Regions from separate parts of the Callithrix jacchus genome. Here region 1 is linked to region 2. The links are chromatin contacts, called in public Hi-C maps. All regions are on one chromosome and are shown on one strand. Each heading gives the region's core, a stretch centred on a gene start, on an enhancer-like site or on the middle of the called end of the contact. The rest is flanking DNA. Distances are from core to core; before and after follow the strand shown. Region 1 holds the start of COX20 (cytochrome c oxidase assembly factor COX20). Region 2 holds the start of LOC118149443.

Region 1 (5,243 bases), core at 2,105-4,604, 130 kb before region 2:
TGCCTCAGCCATCCCCAAACCACCCCCCAAAACTGGGATTTACAGGCACATGCCACTGAGCCATGCTAATTTTTTTTTGACAGAGATTGGGGGTGAGGTGTCTCACTTTTTTGCCTAGGCTGGTCTCAAGCTCCTGGCCTCAAGAGATCCTCTTGCCTTGGCCTCTCAAACTGTAAGAGGATTACAGGGGTGAGCCATCATGCCCACCCTCCCCCAAATTAAAAAATGTGAACATATGAGGTGTTGAAATGATGAGGAAAAAGGTAACTCTCATATAGTTTGTGGGAGACCGCAGATTGACAGTATTTTTTGGAGGACAAATTAGCAGTATGTATTACATTTTAAATCAGTTGTTGAACTTCCAGATATTCACCCTACAGAAATACAGAACATGTACGGATATCTATGCACGCATAAGGATGCTTACTGAAGCACTTTTGGGGGGTTAACAAAAAATGGAAACTTGAAACGTCAATCAAAGAACATACTGAAAGGGTTACCAAGCAGTCATGAAGATGAATGAGTGTATCTGTGGTACATACATCAGAAAATCCCCAGACACAGGGCAAAAAGTAGATTACTGAGTGCAAATGAGGCAGTGCAGTGTTGCTTTAGCTACGTGTCACATACAGGTACATGTATACATAGGCGTGGAGGCAAGTGTGACAGAGAGCCCTTCATTTTCTACCTATTATATTCCCGTGCTGTTTTAATGAAGACAAAATATATGTATTCATGTGATAATATTTAATTAAGAAAAAGCCAGCCGGGCGTGGTGGCTCACACCTGTAATCCCAGCACTTTGGGAGGCCAAGGTGGGCGGATCACCTGAGGTTGAGAGTTTGAGACCAGCCTGGCCAACAGGGAGAAACCCTATCTCTACTAAAAATAGAAAATTAGCCAGGCATGGTGGTGCCTGCTTGTAATACAAGCTACTCGGGAAGCTAAGGCAGGAAAATCGCTTGAACCTGAGAGGCAGAGATTGTGGTGAGCCGATCACGCCATTGCACTCCAACCTGGGCAACAAGAGTGAAATTCTGTCTCAAAAAAGAAAAGAAAAGAAAGAAAGAAAATGCCAGGCTCCATAGTTCATGTCTGTAATCTCATCACTTTGGGAGGGTGAGACAGGAGGATCACTTCAGTCCAGGAGCTTGAGACCCGCCTGGGCAACGTAGTGAGACCCGCCCCTCTCACCCCCAACGTCTCTACAAATAACATTTTTTTAAGAAGAAGGAAAAAGAAGAGTTTAGAAAGAGACATCAAACTGTTAGTAATATATTCTTTAAAAAGGAGAGAAAGGGCCGGGCGTGGTGGCTTAAGCCTGTAATTCCAGCACTTTGGGAGGCCGAGGCGGGTGGATCACGAGGTCAGGAGATCGAGACCATCTTGGTCAACATGGTGAAACCCCATCTCTACTAAAAATACAAAAAGTTAGCTGGGCATGGTGGTGCGTGCCTGTAATCCCAGCTACTCGGGAGGCTGAGGCAGGAGAATTGCCTGAACCCAGGAGGCGGAGGTTGCGGTGAGCCGAGATCGCTCCATTGCACTCCAGCCTGGGTAACGATGGAAACTCCGTCTCAAAAAAAAAAAAAAAAAGAGGAGAGAAATAAGTCAGTTTTACTTTCCATTCTTTAACTGTTAAACAATTAAAAATGTAAGTATTATGTAATTTTGTGAAAATAAAAATTTTTAAATAGGCCAGGCGCGGTAACTCAGGCCTGTAATCCCATGACTTTGGAAGCCCGAATCGGGAGGATCACCTAGGTCAGGAGTCTGAGGCCCAGCCTGGCCAACATGGAGAGACCCCATCTCTACAAAAAAATACAAAAATGTACCAGGTTGTGGTGGCATGTGCCTGTAATCCCAGCTACTCAGAGGCTGAAGCAGGTGAATCACTTGAACCCGGAGGCAGAGATTGCAGGGAGCTGAGATCACACCACTGCAGTCCAGTCTGGACAACGAAGTGAGACTGTCTCAAAAAATAAAACAAAATAAAATAAAATAATCATCCATATGAAAATAATTCTCACAGACAAATGAAATGGACCCCTACAGTGTGTACTCTGGCAATTTTTCAAAGTCACAATAAAACGTAAAATAGGATAGCTCGGTCGTGTTTTACCCGGTAATTTTCCAGTTTTCCTGGAAATTTTCAAAAGAATTTCTCCCTCCTTCAAGGAATATTACTGCCTTAAACACTACCTTTCAGACCTGGAGTTCAAAGCATAGTTAGCATTAGAATTTCAGCTGAGAATCCAGAAATGGCAGGGTATCACCAGTAGGGTGACGTTTTTCTTTTCCCTAGCAAACAGCAGAGTAGTATGTAGTTTCTAACTCCAATTTCAAAAAACAAAAAAAAACTCACTTTAAAAACATTAATTCTGACACATAAATACATATCACATATTGTGTATTTTACTGGCATTGCAGAAAGGTATTAAATGGGCATGAAAGTCAGGTCATTACGGATTAAAAAACCGCCCAATGAGCGGCACTAGTATGAATTCAGCGTCGTTAACATGGAGTGCTGCGTGCCAGCGAGCAGCATCATTCAAAGCTGCATGACTCTGCACAACGACATCCTCTACGAGTCCAGTCTCCCAGGAGTGCCCTTCGAAACACACACAGCCTAAACGTGAAACGTAGAAGTACAGAAATAAAGGAGGCGTCAGGTGGAAGGGGAAAAATCAAATACTAGAAACAACTGCGTTATTGTGACCGCTGAAAAATGGGCTCGATCTTGCAAGCACGCGTTCTCGACGGGGCTCGCCAACATGCAGTATTTTGTTTCTCCTTATGCCGCAGTGGAAGGGAGGAGGGAAACGTGGAACACGACTTCACATCAAAAATGCCCGCCGCAGAGCCTTCTTTCCTGGAACGTCGCAAGACCTCGTCCCCTGCGCACCCTCCCCGCGGACACCAACGTCCTGACGCATGTACATTAGCGAGCTGCTCCCTCCATTTTGTCCCCAGTCTCCTTCAGGAGAACTGCGCGGTGCTATTTTAAAGCCACTTGGTAATGAAACCATAACAGGGAGGAGGAAGTGGGGTGGGCGTCGGAGCCCCGTTTGCGCGAGGCAGGCACCGGGGACTAAACGGCTGCTGGGGCGGAGTGGGGCCGCCTGGGCACCAAGGGCTCGTCCCGTAGCCGGAAGGACAAAGGACACTTAGGGGACGAGGGCCGCCGAGCCAGCGCGGAGCGACTTCCGGGCCGGTGGGCCGGGGCCGGGCCGACCCCCGCGGCGGGGCCAACCCCGCGGGACAAAGCAGCAGCGCCGCGCCCGCTCTCTCCGCCACGGCCCCACCCCTCGGCGCGCGCCCGGCGCTCGTGCACGTGAGCGAGAGCGCGCGCCGGAGACGGTTAAAAATGGCGGTTGGGACGGAGTGCGGGGGGGTGGGGCGAGAAGTGGAGCAGTCTGGCTCGGTTCCGCCCCGCCCTACCAGGAATCAGGGAGCCGGTGTCTTTTCCGAACCCTTCTCCTTCTGCGCTCCCGGCCCTGCTGGCTGTGTGCCGGGCTGGGGAGAAAGTGTGACCCGTTCGATGGAACAAAGGACCTCGCACCCTAGGCGCCGGCGCGGCCACTGCGGAGCATTAGGAACGTTTCCTAAAATGGCGGCCGGCGCGTGGGGACGGGGCGGGAGGCGGCGGCGCGCGGGGGCGGGACAGGGAGGGGCGCCGCGGGCTGGGCTGCAGCTCTGGTGGCCCAGGCCGCGCAGGGCTGGTGGAGGCGCGGAGTCGTCCCCATGGCCGCCGTGCCGGAGCCCGACGAGCCCGCGAAGCGGAAGGTAACCCAGTGGCCGGCGGGGCGCGCCCCGCGGGTGGGAGAACGGGGTGGGCGGTGGGTAAGGACGGCCTCCGCGGAGCTCCTAGGCCCGGAGCGCGTGTCCCTGGCTTCTCTGCCACCCCTGGGCTTGAAACTATTTGAACTGTTCCTAGTTCTATTAATGGACATTTTAGACATTTTAATCTAAGTTGCGGGGACAAAATTGACCAAAACTAGAGGGAGAAGGGGACCAGTAGTAGTCACTATGAAATAAGCTAACAGTGCAGAATCTTTTGGCGAGAACTCTAGTTTGCTAAGGGCACTGCGCTGTAATTTGCTAGTAAAGGCTAATAGTAGAGACTAAAAAGCTCCCTGAGCAGGTGCCTTGTCTTTAACGCTGTATTCGTTACATTGAGTGTAGAGGGAGACAGTAATTGCTGAGGGATGACTTGATCGTACTACGTTGAATTGAAGGGTTGAGATTCCTCCCCCGTCACCAGTGGCCTCCCTAGCTGGTGTCCGTCTCGATGCCGTCTCCTCAGTCCACCTTCCACTATTGTCCGCCGGTCCTTTCCAACCGGTAAGCTGGACAGTTTCATCCCTCTGCCTAACATCCAGTTCCAGCCGCCCATCCTCTCTCTCTAAGGATAAACCCAAATTCTTGGTATAATAAAGCTAAACGCAACGCTCTCCCCGGAAGGGCTCCTGTTTTTCCAAAGATGACTTAACTGCTTTCCCCATCTTCCCAGGGATCTTGTACGTCATTACGTTGATCGTATTGGAAGGTAATAAATGATCCTTTGTCTTTGTCTTTGCATGGGCTCCTTATTAAGAGCTGGGAACCCAATTTATATCCTCAGGGCAGAACAGGTGTTCAGAAAAGGATAATGCAAGAGAAAAAAAGTATTTTAGTATAAATTATGGAGATGTAACATTGGCTAATCATGAGCAGATATTTATAGAAGACGCACTATGTGCTAAATGGCTCCTAATATATACTTTCCAGATAATGACATATACTTTTAAAATATTCTCTCAGCTTGGAAATTTTGCTCACTTGTTGCTCTGGCTTGCTTCTCTGGCGGGCTAAATTTGGCCAAGACATAAGATCTTATAGTTAATATTAACAAATCCTGTATAAATTGTTTTCATAATTTAACATCAAACAAGTTTTGTCAAGTTACATAGTACTACTGGTGCCTCATCTGTTTTTACTGTCCCGTCCCCTGCCCATTTAGAATACATTTAGTGTTTTTTTTAAAAAAAAAAACTTGTGCGGGCGCGGTGGTAGCTTATGCCTGTTGGGAAGCCAAGGCGGGTGGATCACCAGAGGTTGGGAGTTCGAGACCCACCTGACCAACATGGAGAAACACTGTTTCCACTAAAAATACAAAACAATTAGCCGATCATGGTGGCACATGCCTGTAATCCCAGTTGGGAGGGAGGCCAAGGCAAGAGAATTGCTTGAACCCAGGAGGT
Region 2 (4,653 bases), core at 497-2,996:
TTATGCATATGGAGAGAGGGAGTCTTTAAACACAAATATTTAGATCATATCAACTATGAGATTTAGATAAAGGAATGCTAATAATTACTTTTCATTATTTTTGGTGTGTTAAACATTTTTTGTACAAGACTGTATTCAACCATCTTCTAACAAAAGCCATTTTGTAATGATTCAGTTGTTTATATTCAATTTCTAACACGAGCCATTTTGCAATGATTCAGTTGTTTATATTCAGTTTCAACTCAATTCAATATTGAATTCATATTCTGTTCAAGTTATTCAATTTCAATTTGGTGCTGATCCAATGGGTATCTTCTACAGAAAAAGTACGTTAACAAAGAAAAATATAGTCAGTTTTAGGATTTGAGAGATTATAGAACCAGAATACAAGCATTCAAATTGTTCAGTCATTAAATACGAGTACCTTGTATTTTGAAGGCCTCTTTAAAGGTACAGTTAATAGTTTATAAATTGCTTTTACATAACATATGCACTGAAATACCCTTTAAGATTAGTTTTGAAAACAGGTATTCATTCGAACCACATCATTCGGTATTTTCTTCAAAGCTCTTTATAAAAGAAAAACGTTCTAGTAAACTTATCCTGAAAATAAGACAAAAATTTAACCTCATGCTATAGCTGCAAAGTTTCCTGAAAGCAGAATTTAAAACTTCCATTATAAGTTTAACCAGCGGTCCTGTTCAATTTCACCTGAGAACGTTTTACCGCATGTAATACTGAGCATAACACGGGCACGTTTTTGTTGCTATGAGAACCTTCTATTTTGATTAGAAATTGCAGCCTTGACGACGCAATGTTTGCGCCTATTTTGCGCATGTTTTTCTACAGCTATTTCTCTCCTCTAGTAATAGCAATCGAATGGCTCTGGCTTCCTCTTCCTCGGCCCAGTTTTTCCGTTTGAGCTTCAGCCGTCCTAGGCTGCGCTGTGGCTTTCTCCGGGAAAGGGCGGTGAGGACTGGCCGGGGGAAACCGGGAGGCAGGAGCGGCGTTTCTGCAGCAGCCGGGCCGCGGGCTGGTTCTGTCCCCGCCGTGGGAGCCCAGCTCTTCACCTACTCTCTGGCTGCTTTTCAAAATCTGCAGTTAACAACAGAAACCGAGCCACGCCACGTCGCACCAACAGGACCGGAGGGGGAGAGGGGTGTGTGTGCGCGCGCGTGCGGCCCCCAAAAGGATGAGAAATAAGGGACAGGAGGGGCTGGGGGCCGTGTGACTCAGGGACACTGCTAGGCCTCGGGTCCGCAGGGACAAGGCTGGGGGCCGGGTGGCGCGACGCGCGGGTGCCGCTGGCAGACGGCGCTTCTGGTCTTCCCGCTGCGCGAGGGTCGCGGCGGGAAGCCGGGACCGGGCGCGCGCTCCGAGCCTCCTCCCCGCCCCGGGCGCCCCGCCCCAGGGTCTTCCTCCCCCGCGATTCGGGGCGGCCCCTCCTCCCGGCCAGGTTGGCCGCGGGGCGCTAAGCCGGCCGGGACCCCGCGGCTGAGGTTGTCGTTAGGCATCTCCCAGGCGACCGTAGCAAGATGGCGGACGAGACGGACAGGGAAGGTAAGGCCGGGGAGCCGGGGAGCCGTTGCCCTCACCGCCCGCCGCGACCCCGGGCTGCTGGGCGCAGCGCCGGGTGGGGGTGGGCCCTCGTCCATCTGGAGTCCCCACCCGCAGGGACCGGGTGGCCTGAGGAGGGGCCCACCCAGCAGGGGCAGCCGCGCGGCCCCGTCTCCGCCGCTCCGCCCCGCCTCCTCCCTCCCCAGTCCCCCTTCTCTCCCCTCCCCCCTCCCCCCCTCTTCCCTCCTCCCTCCTCCCCCCTCCCTCCTCCTCCCGCCGCGTCCTTCTTCCCCTCCCTCGGAGGCCGGGCCTGGGCTCCGGCGCGGGCTGCAGCGGAGGCGCCGCCACGGGGCTGCTGATAATGGTGTCGTTGTTCAGTGCCGCGGGGAAGCAGCAGCCGCCTCCGCACCCTCCTGGGCTCTCGGTGCCGCAGGCGCCACGCCCTTAGCTGTCCAGGCTGTGGGCCCCGGGGGCGGCCGGGTGAGGACGCGTTCTGGCCGCCAGAATTTGGCGCGATCCTGTTGGCGCCGAAAACCCGCCCTGGCGCAGCCTGATGGCGTTCGCCGCCACCATTTTGCCTTCTTAATGAGGACGCGGGAGGACGGTCTGGAGGTCACAGCCGCTGCCTCCGAGCTTCTCCTGCCTCGGAAATGCCTGCCTTGCGGCCGGCCGGCGCCGAGCAACCGGCCTGGACTCTTAAAAAAAAAAAAAAAAACACACACAACAAAGACATACACCCAAACGGCAATGTTAATAAAGACGAAACACCAAAACCCCGCCGAGACCGCGGAGCCGCTGTACGCCGGGGGCGGGGGGGCCTCTCCCGCGGTCCCCGGGGACCCCCGGCCCCGCGCGGTGGCCGCCTGCAGAGGCGCTGTGCGCTTCGAGGCGTAAGGTCGCCAGATCAAGAGGCGTCAATGTGTTGCCTGCGCCGAGACGCCAAAAAGGGATGACGTTTCTTGGCCAGACCGTTCATGTTGTTTTCAATTCGTGGTATAATTTATGATGTGATCAAAACCCGATCCTCGGTTACCAAGACCTTAGGTTCTCAAGAATAATTGCGTTTGGTAGTTGGCAAAGTCACCAAGACAAAACAATGTCCCAAAACCCGTGAAACTGAACAACTACGAAGTGAAAATACATTCCCCCTTTGCTTGCCTTCTCGCATCCTCACAACGCCCTCTCGTGCCGTTTTTCTCCGCATGGAACCGAGTGTGGTCAGGTTCACAGCTAATAAACGAGCCCTGAGCTATTTAGTCACTTGTTAAGGTGATCACAGAAAATAGGCGGCGACATGAAACTGCCAGCGTCTGCCTATTGATAGCAAGAATCCTGTGATTTTATATGATATGAATCTGAGAAGCCGGGATTATTTTATAGGTATTACCGTGATGAAGATGCCCTTACATACACAGAAAAGGTTACTTTTAAGATTTCCCCAGAAAAATGAATAAATTATTTTTGTTCCTTATTAAAAAAAAAAAAAAAAAGGAAAACCATTAAGAGAGAGACTAGAAAAGTAATTATGGATATTTGTTTTCTTTTTTTTGACTTTTGGGGCCAAGTAGCCAGATACTTGTTTTCTTAAAAAACACTTGGTTAGGTCAGCATGAGACACAAACAGGAATATGGTACTAATACAGTATTTATCGTTTTTAAAAAATAGATTGAGAGCTTTCCTGGTTTTTCAACTTTTGAACAATATTTTTCTATTTAAGAAAAATTCAGAGATGCAATTCTGTCAACTCACAGAAGAAGTAATGACTATTAAAAGCTGGATGCCATTCATTCAGAATCCGTATATTTAATAACTTCATGTAGATAAGGCATTCTGCTTAGAACTCTGAAAGATACAAAAATGAAAAAGACATTGTCTTAGCTCCCAAGAAAGCTGAGCTCAGTAAGGGAGCTGAGATGCATACGAATGGGAGGGAATAGTTAACTGCGCTGCGTGGACTCCGTGCCAGCCACTGTGTTAGGTGTGTGTCTTTGTAGTCTGCGGACAGCAGCCTGGGCATTACTGGCTGCCCCCCACCAGTGAATCAGAGTCTTCATTTTAACGTATCTGTAGGTGATTTGTATGTACATTAAAGTTTGGGAAGTACTCATATGGCATATCTCATTTATGGTTTACAGTTTTATGAATTAACTAATTGCAGTTTGAAGGGTATGATGAACTAAAGGCATTTTGTCAGAGGATAAAATAAGTAAAGACTCACTTTGTTGATAAGACTTTTTATGGAAATAGTCCATTACTATATTTGATTTTCAGCTACTCTATTTTGAATTTTCATAAATTACATCTAGCCAATTAATCCGAATTAAGTTTTGAGGATTCACTCAGCTAAACTCATAAAAGACTGATGTGCAAACCTGAATGATTTATTAGTTTAAATAGTGGTATATACATTGACCTGAAGGCTGATTTTGGTAATGTAACATACTGTTTTATGGGTACTAAGCTTTGGGTAGTGTGAATTTATATTTCAGAAGTCATTTGATGACCATGGAATCACACAAAAGAGAGGATAATTTTGAAGGATATGTTCATTACCCTGTAAGTTCCAAAAGGTCAGCGACCATTTCTGATCTGTTAATGTTGAATATTGTGCAGAGTGCTTGGCACATGGTAGGTAATCAATACATATTTGTTGAATTCAGAACATTTGAATTAATCAAAGACAGCTTTTTTTTTTTTTTTTTGAGACGGAGTTTCGCTCTTGTTACCTAGGCCGGAGTGCAATGGCGCGATCTCGGCTCACCACAACCTCCGCCTCCTGGGTTCAGGCAATTCTCCTGCCTCAGCCTCCTGAGTAGCTGGGATTACAGGCACGCGCCACTGTGCCCAGCTAATTTTTTGTATTTTTAGTAGAGCCGGGGTTTCACCATATGCTCTCGCTCTCTTGACCTCGTGATCCACCCATCTCGGCCTCCCAAAGTGCTGGGATTACAGGCGTGAGCCACCGCGCCTGGCCTCATAGAGAATTTTATGTAGGCTTGCAAGGATCTGTTTGTAATTAGATGCACGTCTAGGAAGCAAACTGCTTAGGTATTCAATTCTAACTTTTGGCAGCCAGTGAGCTTTGGAAACTTAAG

The links. Hi-C and Micro-C count contacts between places; a contact is called where the count stands out from the background.
Region 1: a Hi-C map of skeletal muscle shows a contact between it and region 2, with 4 times the contacts expected there. The contact joins the promoter of COX20 here to the promoter of LOC118149443 in region 2. A contact is called at or near these places in 2 of 3 Hi-C or Micro-C datasets (both in skeletal muscle).

What each region holds. Positions count from the first base shown.
Region 1 is chr19:41,357,922-41,363,164 of calJac240_pri, reverse strand. COX20 (cytochrome c oxidase assembly factor COX20) reads left to right here and starts at 3,354. Exons shown (of 3, transcript XR_013529943.1): 1 at 3,354-3,786. It overlaps LOC144580433 (a long non-coding RNA gene), which reads right to left and starts at 3,615. Exons shown (of 4, transcript XR_013529946.1): 1 at 1-3,615.
Region 2 is chr19:41,227,734-41,232,386 of calJac240_pri, reverse strand. LOC118149443 reads right to left here and starts at 1,746. Exons shown (of 5, transcript XM_078357188.1): 1 at 1,641-1,746; 2 at 1,458-1,639; 3 at 1,309-1,456; 4 at 1,167-1,307; 5 at 206-1,164. The coding sequence starts at 1,655. The coding sequence ends at 1,102. DRC8 (dynein regulatory complex subunit 8) reads left to right here and starts at 1,433. Exons shown (of 7, transcript XM_078357190.1): 1 at 1,433-1,560. The coding sequence starts at 1,536.